Linked DNA regions of Mus musculus: region 2 is linked to region 1. The links are chromatin contacts, called in public Micro-C maps. All regions are on one chromosome and are shown on one strand. Each heading gives the region's core, a stretch centred on a gene start, on an enhancer-like site or on the middle of the called end of the contact. The rest is flanking DNA. Distances are from core to core; before and after follow the strand shown.

What was found. Hi-C and Micro-C count contacts between places; a contact is called where the count stands out from the background.
Region 2: a Micro-C map of the G1E-ER4 cell line shows a contact between it and region 1, with 3 times the contacts expected there. The contact joins the enhancer-like site here to the promoter of Pheta1 in region 1. A contact is called at or near these places in 1 of 39 promoter capture datasets (liver), 1 of 484 Hi-C or Micro-C datasets (the G1E-ER4 cell line), 5 of 115 datasets of contacts at active chromatin or transcription factors (acute myeloid leukemia, embryonic basal ganglia, embryonic forebrain and 2 more) and 2 of 9 other capture datasets (adipose tissue and liver).

The regions. Positions count from the first base shown.
Region 1 is chr5:121,846,525-121,852,508 of GRCm38.p6, reverse strand. It overlaps Pheta1 (PH domain containing endocytic trafficking adaptor 1), which reads right to left and starts at 3,512. Exons shown (of 4, transcript NM_175474.4): 1 at 3,385-3,512; 2 at 1,963-2,039; 3 at 1,230-1,341.
Region 2 is chr5:122,177,257-122,183,240 of GRCm38.p6, reverse strand. No RefSeq gene overlaps it. Among named protein-coding and RNA genes, the nearest start is that of Gm52787, 16 kb to the left of the region's middle. Within about 2 kb of position 3,395, at least 37 of the 459 cell types and tissues checked have an H3K27ac peak or open chromatin away from gene starts, as enhancers often do. A contact at or near this core is called in the G1E-ER4 cell line, where this site is marked.

The DNA of each region.
Region 1 (5,984 bases), core at 2,263-4,762:
CCAGGCCACCAGCAGCCTCCTCCCACCACACCCACCCCAAGGCCCCTCAGTGAGCACAGTGAGACAGGACTCAAACCAGGATCTCGCACGGCCATCTGGAGGGCTCCTGCTGCCCTTGACCAGGGAAGGTAGCATTAAGTGTCAGCTCACCAGACATTTTGCATAGGTTAGCTCTATCTAGCAATGACCTTGGGTGGTGTGTGCTGGTTTTATGTTTGCATCTGTGTGTCAGTGTCAGATGGGGAAACAAAGGCACAACCTTTGTCAGCCACCAAGCAAAGGTCACAAAACAAGCTGACTAGAGCCTTTGCTCGTGCCTGGAGATCCCAGGTCTGTGACTCAGCCTTGGTTTGTAGGTCAGGTTGGTGAGAGAGGGAGCTGTAGGGAAGAGCATGAGGGCGCGAGGTGGGGTGGGTGAGGTGAGGGGGAACAACATGGACAGAGGGACAACAGGATAGGGACACCACAGCAAACACAAAGTTAAATCCTCCGGCTGTGGAGAGGGTGACCAGAGGAGGGCAGGAGTGGAGGAAACCCCAGAGTACCGGAGCAACTGTTGGAAAATAACCTAGATAAAATGCAGGCTCAGCCCAGACTGTCAGGGCGGAAGGGACAGGGCGCCCTAACATAGACCTCCCGAAAAGTACACACTGGGGCAGCAGCGGGCAGTAGGGCCTGTCGGGGAGTGGCACGTGGGTTACCAGTGTGGCCACTTGGAGGAGGCAGGCCCTGCACCCGTAGGGTCCCCGTCACAGCCTTGCTTCGTGCAGATGGCTGGCATACTTTTGAAGAGCCTGGAATGTCTGTAGCAGGCACCCCACTAACACCCAGCCCCTCTGCCTGTGCCGTGCTTTACCCTTGGTCTGCAGGGATGAGGTCAGGGTGGTGGCTCTGTAGGGCCAGGCTGCGCCACCTGACCTGGGTGGAGAGAGAAACTGCTGCCAGACAAATACTTAATTTTTGCCACCTCATGCCACCCACGTTACAGTTGGGGACAGCTTCCTGCCAGATCAGAGGCCAAGACTTGTTTGGCCCAGAGCATTGGGGCTGGGGCCTCGGGGTCCTGAAGGCTCAGGTGAGTTTAATCCCTGCTTTGCCTCTGGCTGCTGTGTAGCTTTTTATGCCAGCTGCACCTCTCTGTGCCTCTGTTTTTCTCTGCACAAGGGACTCACACACCCCTCCCAAATCAATTGCACGAGACTGACAGGCCTACTTCTCCCAGAACCTACCACAGGCTGCCCACCCAGTTCTGCTCAATCACTTTGAAGGTCAGCTCACAGTCTCCAGGCTGGGTCACTTCAGGGGCACACAGTCAGTCTCTCTGGACCTCTAGCTCTTCATCTATAATGTAAGAGCAAAATTATCCACGTCAAGGTTATGACAATGAGACAGAACACAGGGAACCAGGGCCTCTGGCCATGGCAGCAGGTGACGGTGTACTCGGCTTCCTTCTAGTCCATCCTGCTTCAGCAAGTGGCCCCTGCTGTCTCTCTCACCCCCACATCTAATCACTGAGGCCAGGTGATCCTCCCACCCCTGGCTGTCTTCTAACACATAGCTTGTTTAGCTCCCATTTCAAGATCCCCACCTAAGTTTGCTGGAGGCACCGCAGGCACCCTCCCCAGCTGCCTCCACCTTTGCCCCTTCCTATCTGGCCGCCTCAAGGTAAGATCACCTCCCTAGGGCCCTCCCCTGGGACCACAGCGGGACTCTTCCCTCCTGTGACTTGTACCTGATGCTTAGCCCAGCCCAAACCCCCAATCTCAGCTCCTTCCCCAACCTCTGCCCGCCTTTGTCAGCCTTTGTCAGCCTTTGTCAGCGGGCCTCAGCCACCTGGCTACCTTGCTCAAAGGCAACAAACATTTTCTTCCCTGAGGTGCCTTTCCCTACCACAAGGCGGGCTTTGCCGTTGCCTAGGAGGAAGCATCCTCTGACCGAAACAGACCACCAGCTGGGGATTACCTGCGTCAGTCCAGAGAGGGGGTGTGGGGGCTTCTGTCTGGCTTTGAGTGTCCAGTGTGTAGCCTGTGCTGGGGAGCCTACACGGCAAAGCAAACCTTTGTCAACGTGAGGACTGTGACAAGGGGTCATGCCTAATCGCACACTTATAGATGTGGGAAAAAATGACCTGGCCAAAGAACAGAGCTCCACACAAACAGCCCCATGGGGCAGAAACCTTGGGGTCCTTCTTCCCCACCAAGACTGACAATATTACCTGGTGCCCATCAGCCATCCTCCCCCAACTGCCCAGATGGGGGCACCCTGGCCAAGGTCACCAGCAGACAGAAGGCCCAGCCAGGTCCCTAGCCCTTGCCTGCTCTGGCTCGGCAAACAAGCAGGCTCTAGCTTCCCCTTGGAGGGAGGGAGTGCTCCCTGCTATTCAACCGTCTCTGCTCTGTTCAGGTTCAAAGTCTGCTGAGGGCTCCGAGCTACAAGCAACAGGGTCTAAGCACGATGCTTTAGGGACCAAATTCTTGTCTGGGCTGGCCCAGGCCGGAAGCCCAGTTACCAACACTTCCCAGACCTCAGTTTGCCTCAATGGGCTTCATGGAGGCACCGATGAGCTAAACTAAGGACAGCCTGTGACAAACTATAGGGGGAAAGTATTCTAAAGCAGGCGAAGGCACCCAATGTGGCGCTCACACCTGTCATTCCAGCACTTGGAAGGCAGACAAAAAACGCCACACATGCCAGGTATAGTGGTGCACACCTTTGATCCCAGCCCTCGCGATGCAAAGATAGGTGGATCTATCTGTGAGGCTAGCCTGTTCTGCATTATTGAGTTCCAGGCCAGCCAAGGGTACACATTAAGCTTCTGTCTCATTTAACAACAAAACCGGCCGGGCGCGGTGGCGCACGCCTTTAATCCCAGCACTGGGGAGGCAGAGGCAGGCGGATTTCTGAGTCCGAGGCCAGCCTGGTCTACAAAGTGAGTCAGGGCTACACAGAGAAACCCTGTGTCGAAAAACCAAAACAAAAAACAAAAAAACAACAACAAACCCCACCAAAAACAAAACAAAATAAAACAGTTTAGCGGATAAAGACGCTGGCTGTCAAGCTTTCTGACCCGAGTTTGATCCCCAGAAACCAAGTAGAAGAAGGAAAGCCCGGACTCCCCCCAAGTTGTCTTCTGACCTCCACACACGCACACGTAAACAAAAGTAAATACATAAAAAATTAAGACAAGTGATGAGTCCTCCATTCGTGGGGTCACAGCTGGCCCCGCGGCTAGGACTCGAGGGAAACGGAGGCAGGGCATCACCACCGCGGAACCTCAAGCCCCCGTGGTGCGCCGGCCGGGCCGCGATGGAGGCCGCGGGCGGGTCCCGGGCGACAGCCGCGCGGCTGCCGACCCCGTCGCGGTCCCGTCCCGCCCGGCTTTACCTGGCTCTGGGACCGGCGCGACGGTCTGTCCTGCCCATGGCCCGGAACAGCTCGGGGGCCGGCGACGACAGGGCCCTTTGTCTCCCGGAGGCCGAGTGGCGGCGACCCGCGGGCGCCCCTTTAACCCTGAGCGGCCCGCCCAGGAGGGGGAACGCCTCCGAGCCACACGCGCCTGCCCATTGGTCAGCCCTGCAAGGTCCCGCCCCCGAATTTACCACGCCCCCACACGCGCGCCTGAAAAATCCCTCTTAAAGGGACCGTGCCAGGGTCGGGAGTTCCCAGAATTCGGTCCCGGAGCAACCTGGCGAGACGGCTCAACGGCGCTTGTCGCCAAGCCTGGGGAAATATAACGTGAAAGATGCCAGGGAACCGCCTCCCACCAGTTGCTCAAGGTACACACAGGATATCTAGTGAGTCCGAGACCATCCTGGCCTCGAAAACAAAAAATAAATAAATAAATAAAGAAAGAAAGAAAGAAAGAAAGAAAAGAAAAAAGAAAACGTTCAACCCACAGCGTTTCCAGAGAAAATCAACACAAGTCTGTTTTAAAACGCAGAGGATACCGAGCCATCCAAACACTTGCCTAAATTAAGAGAGAGTTCTAGAAGTGAGCAGAGGTAGAGGCCCACCGACCCACTGCACCCCTGCGTGACCTCCCAGGAGTCGCTGGGATTCTATGCAAAATATAAAGACAAGCGTGGTGTTTACAGGGTGTGGCTCAACTACAGGCGCTCCCAGTAAGTAGGAATGGCCGGGGTTTCCCCTCTCCCCAAAAATCACACAGACCCACCTCCCAGAATCCTTCACTTCCTTTTCTTCCTGCCTCCTCCTCACTTCCTTCTACTTTCCTGTCCGGGGTCCTCCTAGCCGGAGGACAAGAGCGAAACAGGACAGACCAGGATCCCAGGCTTCATTCCACCGAGTCTCACTAGCGCCTACAGTGGTGCAGACTGATCCAGAGAGAAACAGCTCGGAGTCAATCAAAAAACAGTTCTAACAGGGCTTGGTGAGAGGCAGAGAATAGGCGACAGCCGCCGGGAGTGCGGGGCTGAGACAAACCAACGCTCAGGAATGGCCACTGAGGGGCAGCGACCTAGCCCACTGGAGACCTGCAGGAAGGGTGTCCCGGATGGAGGAAACCGCAAGTCCAAAGGCACAGAGAAGCGCAGAGAGCAAGTGGAGGAAGAAGTTACGTGTTGGAAGGCTTTTAGGAAGCCTTATTGCATAGGACCCTGTGAACTTTGGGAAATCTTTGTTTTCAGGTGTGCTTGGGAGCACGTGTAATTTCAGGCCTTGGTAGGGAGTGGTAAGAGGACATCTGGAAAGCTATATATATATATATATATATATATATATACACATATATACATATACACGCAATATTTTATATTATATATTATATACATATATAGCTATATAGCAAGATTGTGCCTCAATATAATAAAATATTTATTACTTATAATTAATAAGTATTAAATAAATCATTAATTTATTAGATAAACTAATTAATTTACTAGATAAATTAATTAGTACACTAGGTTGGTCTTGAACTCACAGAGAGCCTCTTGTCTGCCTCCCAATTTGGGGGATTTATTTCCCGCACTATGATGCCTTGCCTGTGGAGGGTTTTGAGGAGAGATGCGATCTCTAGAGGGCTGTAGGACAAGAGGGAAGGCCAGGAGGCCAAGCGGAAGCCTACTGTAGTGGTCTGAGCAAGTCTTGATGACAGTGTACTGGCTGGTTTTGTGTATCAACTTGACACAGCTGGAGTTATCACAGAGAAAGGAGCTTCAATTGAGGAAATGCCTCCATGAGATCCAACTGTAAGGCATTTTCTCAATTAGTGATCAAGGGGAAAAGGCCCCTTGTGGGTGGTGCCAGCTCTGGGCTGGCAGTCTTGGGTTCTATAAGAAAGCAGGCTGAGCAAGCCAGGGGAAGCCAGCCAGTAAGTAACATCCCTTCATGGCCTCTGTATCAGCTCCTGCTTTCTGACCTGCTTGAGTTCCAGTCCTGACTTCCTTGGTGATGAACAGCAGTATGGAAGTGTAAGCCGAATAAACCCTTTCCTCCCCAACTTGCTTCTTGGTCATGATGTTTGTGCAGGAATAGAAACCCTGACTAAGACAGACAGCTTGGAGGAGAGAGTAGGGGAGTAGTATGGAGCTGGCAAACTTGGTGCCTGTTTTTAAGATCTATGCCCTCTGTGTAGCCCTGGCTGTTCTGCCTCAACTTTATGAACCAGACTGGCCTCCAACTCACAGAGACTTGCTTGCCTCTGCCTCCAGAGTGCTGGGATTAAAGGTGTGCGTACCACTACTCAGCTATTTTTTTGTTTTGTTTTGTTTTGAGTTTTTCGAGACAGGGTTTCTCTGTGTAGCTCTGGCTGACCTGGAACTCACTCTGTAGACCAGGCTGGCCTCGAGCTCAGAAATCCACCTGCCTCTGTCTCCCAAATGCTGGGATTAAGGGCGTGTGCCACCACCGCCGGCTTATTTTTGTTTTTTTAATCGAAGTGAAATTCACTTGAAAAATCAATTTCAGAGCAACCGACTTGACTGTGTTTGATGCGCTCCCAATGTTACCAAGCAACTACCTTTGTC
Region 2 (5,984 bases), core at 2,146-4,645, 330 kb before region 1:
CTTTAAAAAAAAAAAAGAAAGAAAGAAAACCTCTCGGAGAATACAGAGTATAACTCTTTGTAGAGAACACAAAGATTGGTGAATAAATTAACATGTTGGCTAGACACAGACACACATACAAAAGAAACAATTTTAAACTCAAGGTAGAGAAGAACTTCTAGAAAGGGGAAAAAAGTGTGTAACTGAGTGTGGGTCACATAGGGTTCTGAAGTCAGGCATCCTTAGGTTTTGGCTCTAACCCCACATGGGTGGGCATACAGGTATTACTATACTCTATATTAAGAAGCCGCAGGGGGCTGGAGAGATGGCTTAGCAGTCAAGAGCACTGACTGCTCTTTCAGAGGTCCTGGGTTCAATTCCCAGCAACCACATGGTGGCTCACAAACATTTGTAATGGGATCCAATGTCCTCTTCTGATATGTCTGAGGACAGCGACTAAAGACAGTTTTATGTATGTATTCACATTGACTTTTTGTGCTTCGAGGCAGAGGCAGTTGAATCTATAGGTTTGAGGTTAGCCTGGTCTACATAGTGCGACCCTGGCCTAGCCAAATCCAAGCAACTAACCAACCAAAGAAAAACCAAACCAACCAAACAAAACTACTCCAAACACAAATAAGCAATCCAGTATATAGACATATAGATATGTAGATATCATATATATCATAAAACACATATACACATATTGAAATGCAATGCACACACACAAAAAAACCAAAACCAACCAAAAAACTGGCCCTGAGCCCCGCCTTCACGTGACATGTGCTCTCCAGGGGTTTGTGCCACATCTGGAGGGCAAGCTGCAAGACACTACTTCTGCACCACTCCCTGGGTGAGCAGCTCTGGAACTGACCACATCTGCCTGCCTTGCTGCCTAGGGCTAGGCTTGGACTTCCTGGTCCCTTGGCTCCTAGACCCGGCATCACACAGTTGGGGTGGGCTAACCTCTGCTCAACACTCACCTACACACGTGTCCTCAAGCGGTAGCTTGTATTTCTCTGACGACAGTGGCTTCGGTCCCTTGTTGTGGATGGTGTTGCAAACTGCCCTGTGTTCTATTCATTTTACATATGAGCCTTAGGTTGGTTCTGTTTGAAGGGCTCCGCCCCTTGGCCAGTTATGAATACAGATTGCTGCCCCTGGCCTTTGTTCTGCAGATTCACAAAGCTGAGACGGAGACCAGGTGAACTGGCAGTGACCCGAGAAAGATTATGGATCTAAAAACTAATTCTCGATGCTGAGAGATGGCTCGGTGGTTATGACGCTTGCTTCCCTGTCATGAGGACAGGGGTTCAGATCCCAGCACCACTGAAATCAGCCAGGTATCCCACTCATGCCTGTAACCCCATTTCCGAGGTGGAGGTGGAGGCCAGGGATCACTGAGACCTGCTGCCTTCTAGCTTAGCTTCTAGCGCAAGCCCTGGGCTCACATGGAGAGACCTTGCCTCAAAGGAATAGGCAGAAGTGAGTGGTAACGGATGAAGATAGCCTGTGTTCTTTTCTGGCCTCCGTGAACGTGTGCACGTGTGTATACACAAGCACATGCACTCGTGTGAGCACATGCAAGTGTGCAAACACACACACACTTACACACAAATCTTTTATTTTTTTTAATTAACTGGGTGTGCACACCTTTAGTCCCAGCACTCAGGATAGCAGAGGCAGGTGGGATCATGGCCAGCCTGGTCTATACTGTGAATTTCAGGCCAGCCAGTGTTACATAGTTAGACTCTGTTTCAAAACAAATAACTAAAAACTTAAAAATAAATTTAAAAGATCCTTCAAGGAGCCTTTCTTTTACCAAGGATCTGAGTTCTATTCCCAGGTTTCACCTGGGGCAGCAAACAGCTGTCTGTAAGTACAACTCCAGGGATCCAGAGCGGTCTTCTGGCCTCTCTTGGCGTCTGTACACTTCTGGGCATATCCAGACAGACATAGCCACAATTTCAACATAGTAAAAATAAACCTTAAAAGAGGGAGGACTAGAGACATGGCTCAATGGTCAAAAGCACTTACCGCTCTCCCAGAGGAACCAAGTTCAGTTCCCAGCATGCATGTCGAGTGGTTCACAACCACCTATTATAACTCCAGCTCCAGGGGATGCGATGCCTCTGCAGCCCCTGCACTCTTGTGCCCACAAGTCCACCCCATGTACACATACTTGGAAATGGTAAAAATCTTCTTCAAAAGCCTTCAAAGATAAAACGCAGCGTCCACAAAATTGTAGTGAGAATTCTGGTTTTCTTTAAAAGCCGTTATGTTGTGTGAACATGTTTTTGTTCTAATCCCAGGTGTGGGGTGCGAGGCTACTTCACAGCAGGTGATTATGATCTGCCTCGCACACTAGCAGGGGGGTGATCTTTGCCAGCTGCAGGTGGTTTATGTTTGGAATTTTGGGGACTCTGGAGAGGGAATAAATATGAGTCTAGAGAGGGGTGTTTGGAAGGAGGCAGCTGCTTCCCCCTTCTGCTCCTGGTTGCTGTTGCTAAGGTTTGTCAAGTGTTCATGCACAGAGAGACAAGTTAGAGATATCGTGACGATGAAGATTGGACTTACCCCAAGGAACTCATCACCCCTAATCGGAAGGACATAATCTAAAGAGATCTACGCCTCCTTTCTCCTCTAACCTTCATTCTCTCCTATCTACTACTGAGGGTGGGGGGGATTGGAAAGGATTAGGGTGGAATAAGGGTTGGAAGGGGGGTAGAAGTATAAAATTCCCAATAAAATGGATTAAAAAAATATGCCAACACAAAACACTAAAATACACCTTATACGTGTGCATGGGAGATATAGTTAAGATACACATACACAAGCCGGGTGTGATGGTGCACGCCTTTAATCCCAGCACTCGGGAGGCAGAGGCAGGGAGATTTCTGAGTTCGAGGCTAGCCTGGTCTACAGAGTGAGTTCCAGGACAGCCAGGGCTATACAGAGAAACAAACAACAACAAAAAAGATACACATACACACCTGACAGCACAACTGAAACCCATCCAAGTCGGGCTCCCAGCTACATCCACCCACCCCAGACGTTGGTGCCCGCATCTTCCCACTGCACAGCTGCAAACCCCTCTGACTGGGGCGTGGGAGTGGGGGTAGGGGTTGGGGTGGGGGTGGGGTGGACGGAAACTCCAGGCTATCAATTCCAACTCTCTTAATCTCCAACATTGACACCAGGCACCAGAGGGAAGCTATGTGGTTCTGTGAGTCGAAGGAGGGAAATCCATGCTTCGCAGCAGCAAGTGACTTGGCGTTCAGACCCAGAATCTCACTTCCTCAGGGAGGAGCCCCTCCAGCCCACCTGCTGTCCCTGCCTCAGGACTGTGGTAACAGAAAGGCTGGGAAAGCCAAGCCGCCAGGCTGTCCAAGAACATAATGACTAGGCTTACTCACTCACCAGCCCTGAACAACAATGTGTGGGCTGGCCCTCACGGTGTACACAGTATCTGCCACTGTGTTAATTGGATGGCCCGGAGAGAAAAGGAGGAAGTGTTTTTAAATGGCACCTTCAATTGCTTCCAGATTATATCTTGGCTAAGTGACTATTAAAATTAGTACCTGTCCCAGGAGCAGCGTCACACACCTTCAATACTGGGGTGGGGGGGGGGGGGGGAAGAGGCAGGAGGATCACATGCCGGAAGCCAGTCTGATCTGTAGAGTGAGCTCCAAGCTAGCCAAAGCTACACTGTAGACTGTCTCAAAGCCAGGGCCACTGGCTCAGTTGGGTGAAGGGCTTGTTCTTCAAGCTTGGAGACCTGAGTTTGCCCCTAAGAACCCACTCAAAGATGGATGCAGAGAATGCAGTAGTGAATAGACCAACATGGATTGTCCTGACCCTCCACACACTACCTGTGAACCCACATTAAACACACACACACACACACACACACACACAATTTTCTAAGTATCAGGTCATAAGTCAGGGAACTGGTTTTGGATACCAGGTCGAATTTAATTAAGGTTTTAGTTACTCACCCACCCGCTACCCTGTGTTAGGGTCTCAGAATTTCCCATTCAACAGCTGACATCTTCTCAGTTGTTCCTTGCTAGGTGGTTCAGATTTTCTTCCTGCCATCGATACCAGCAACAAGAGAACCTGCCGACCTTCCTCCTCAAGCCCTGGACATTAAGTTCTACATGGTAGCTCCGGGAGACTCCCAGAAGCACCTGTCTGCACCCACAGAACCACTTTCAATATTCTGCAGGCCCTCTATTTTAAGAAACATTCTTTAGCTTTGAGACAGGGTCTCACTCTGTAGACCAGGCTGGTCTAGAACTCATGGAAATCTGCTGCCTCTGCCTCCCAAGTGCTGGGTAGGATTATATATATGCCTGGCAATTTATTATTTTTTTTTTACTTTTTAGGCATGCATGCTGATGCTGGAAGAGGTGTCGGTCCCTCTCTGGAGCTGTAGCTATGGAGTTGAGACCCCTGACGGGGTGTTGGATACGGAACTAGTCTCTGCTAGAGCAGCCATGCTCTCCAGCCTCAGTGTCTCTAATTTCTTGGTTTTAGACAGGGTCTATGCAGCTCTGGTTGAGTCTGGAGCAGTTATGTGGCCTGTGAACAGAGATCTGCTCAACTGCCTCCAGTGTTGGGATTAAAAGCATGCATCTGTAATATTTTTAGATTATGTGTATGGGTGGGTTTAACATAAATGTCATGTGTGGGTGTTTTTTGAATATCGGGTGCCCTGAAACTGGAGTTACAGCTGTGAATAGGTGGTACTTTTAACTGATGAGACCCCCTCTTTTCAGCCCCATCTTTAAATTCCCAAGATCTCATTTAGCTCAAGATAAAGGTTCTTGAATTCATCTAAGTGTTTTATTTTATTTATTTTTTTTATTTTCCGAGACAGGGTTTCTCTGTATAGCCCTGGCTGTCCTGGAACTCACTTTGTAGACCAGGCTGGCCTCAAACTCAGAAATCCACCTGCCTCTGCCTCCCAAGTGCTGGGATTAAAGGCGTGTGCCACCATGCCCGGCGTTAGTTAGTGTTTTATTAAGACCTTTTTATCAAACACTCTCATCCATAACAGGGTTTTTTTTTTTTTTTTGTATGCAAACACAGGTGGTCTTTTTTTTTTTTTAAATGTATTTATTATTATATTAAGTATACTGTAGAGGGCATCAGATCTCGTTACAGATGGTTGTGAGCCACCATGTGGTTGCTGGGATTTGAACTCGGGACCTTCGGAAGAGCAGTCGGCGCTCTTAACCACTGAGCTATCTCGCCAGCTCCCACACAGGTGGTCTTGGTGGAGCAGAGGATTCAGGTGTGGTTCATCTTTGCCATCATGCCCAGATTTAAATTTTCTTTTCCTTTTTGGCTTGAACCTTACCTCTCCCCAGCTGCTTTGGGCTTCTTGATCATCAAACTTTTTCCTTAAGGTCTTACCAAACACATTAACATTAATACTTAACGGATATAAATCAAATTCTCTCATGGACAACACGTACCTATAGTTGAAGATACTTAGAATGCTGAAGCTGTTGTCCAGCATTCACAGTCCAGCAACACATGATGGATTCTTTTCAGTTCAGCTTTGGGCAGAGGTGGCAGCCTGGGAGGTCCTTCCTGGGAACTAGTGGGAAATGACCTGTGCTGTGTCTCGTTTTCTATAAAGCAACCCCACTGGCTTGGACCAGGAGTCTTCGGTTTCTCTCTGGATGATGCTGCCAGAGTGCACGGTATGTGTGGCCTTGTGAGCAGTCTTGAGTTAATCCTGCCAGGGAATATTCTAGCTGTTCTGTGGGCCCGGGGCAGGAAGCTAGGCTGGTATGCACCAAGACTGCACATCTGGTAAGCAGAACTGAGCTCAGCTAAGTTCCTCTAGGTCACCAAGTGGGTAAAAAATTAATTTCAGGGCTGGAGAGATGGCTCAGTGATTAAGAACACCGACTGCTCTTCCAAAGGTTCTGAGTTCAAATCCCAGGAACCACATAGTGGCTCACAACCATCCAATCATGAGAGCTGACACC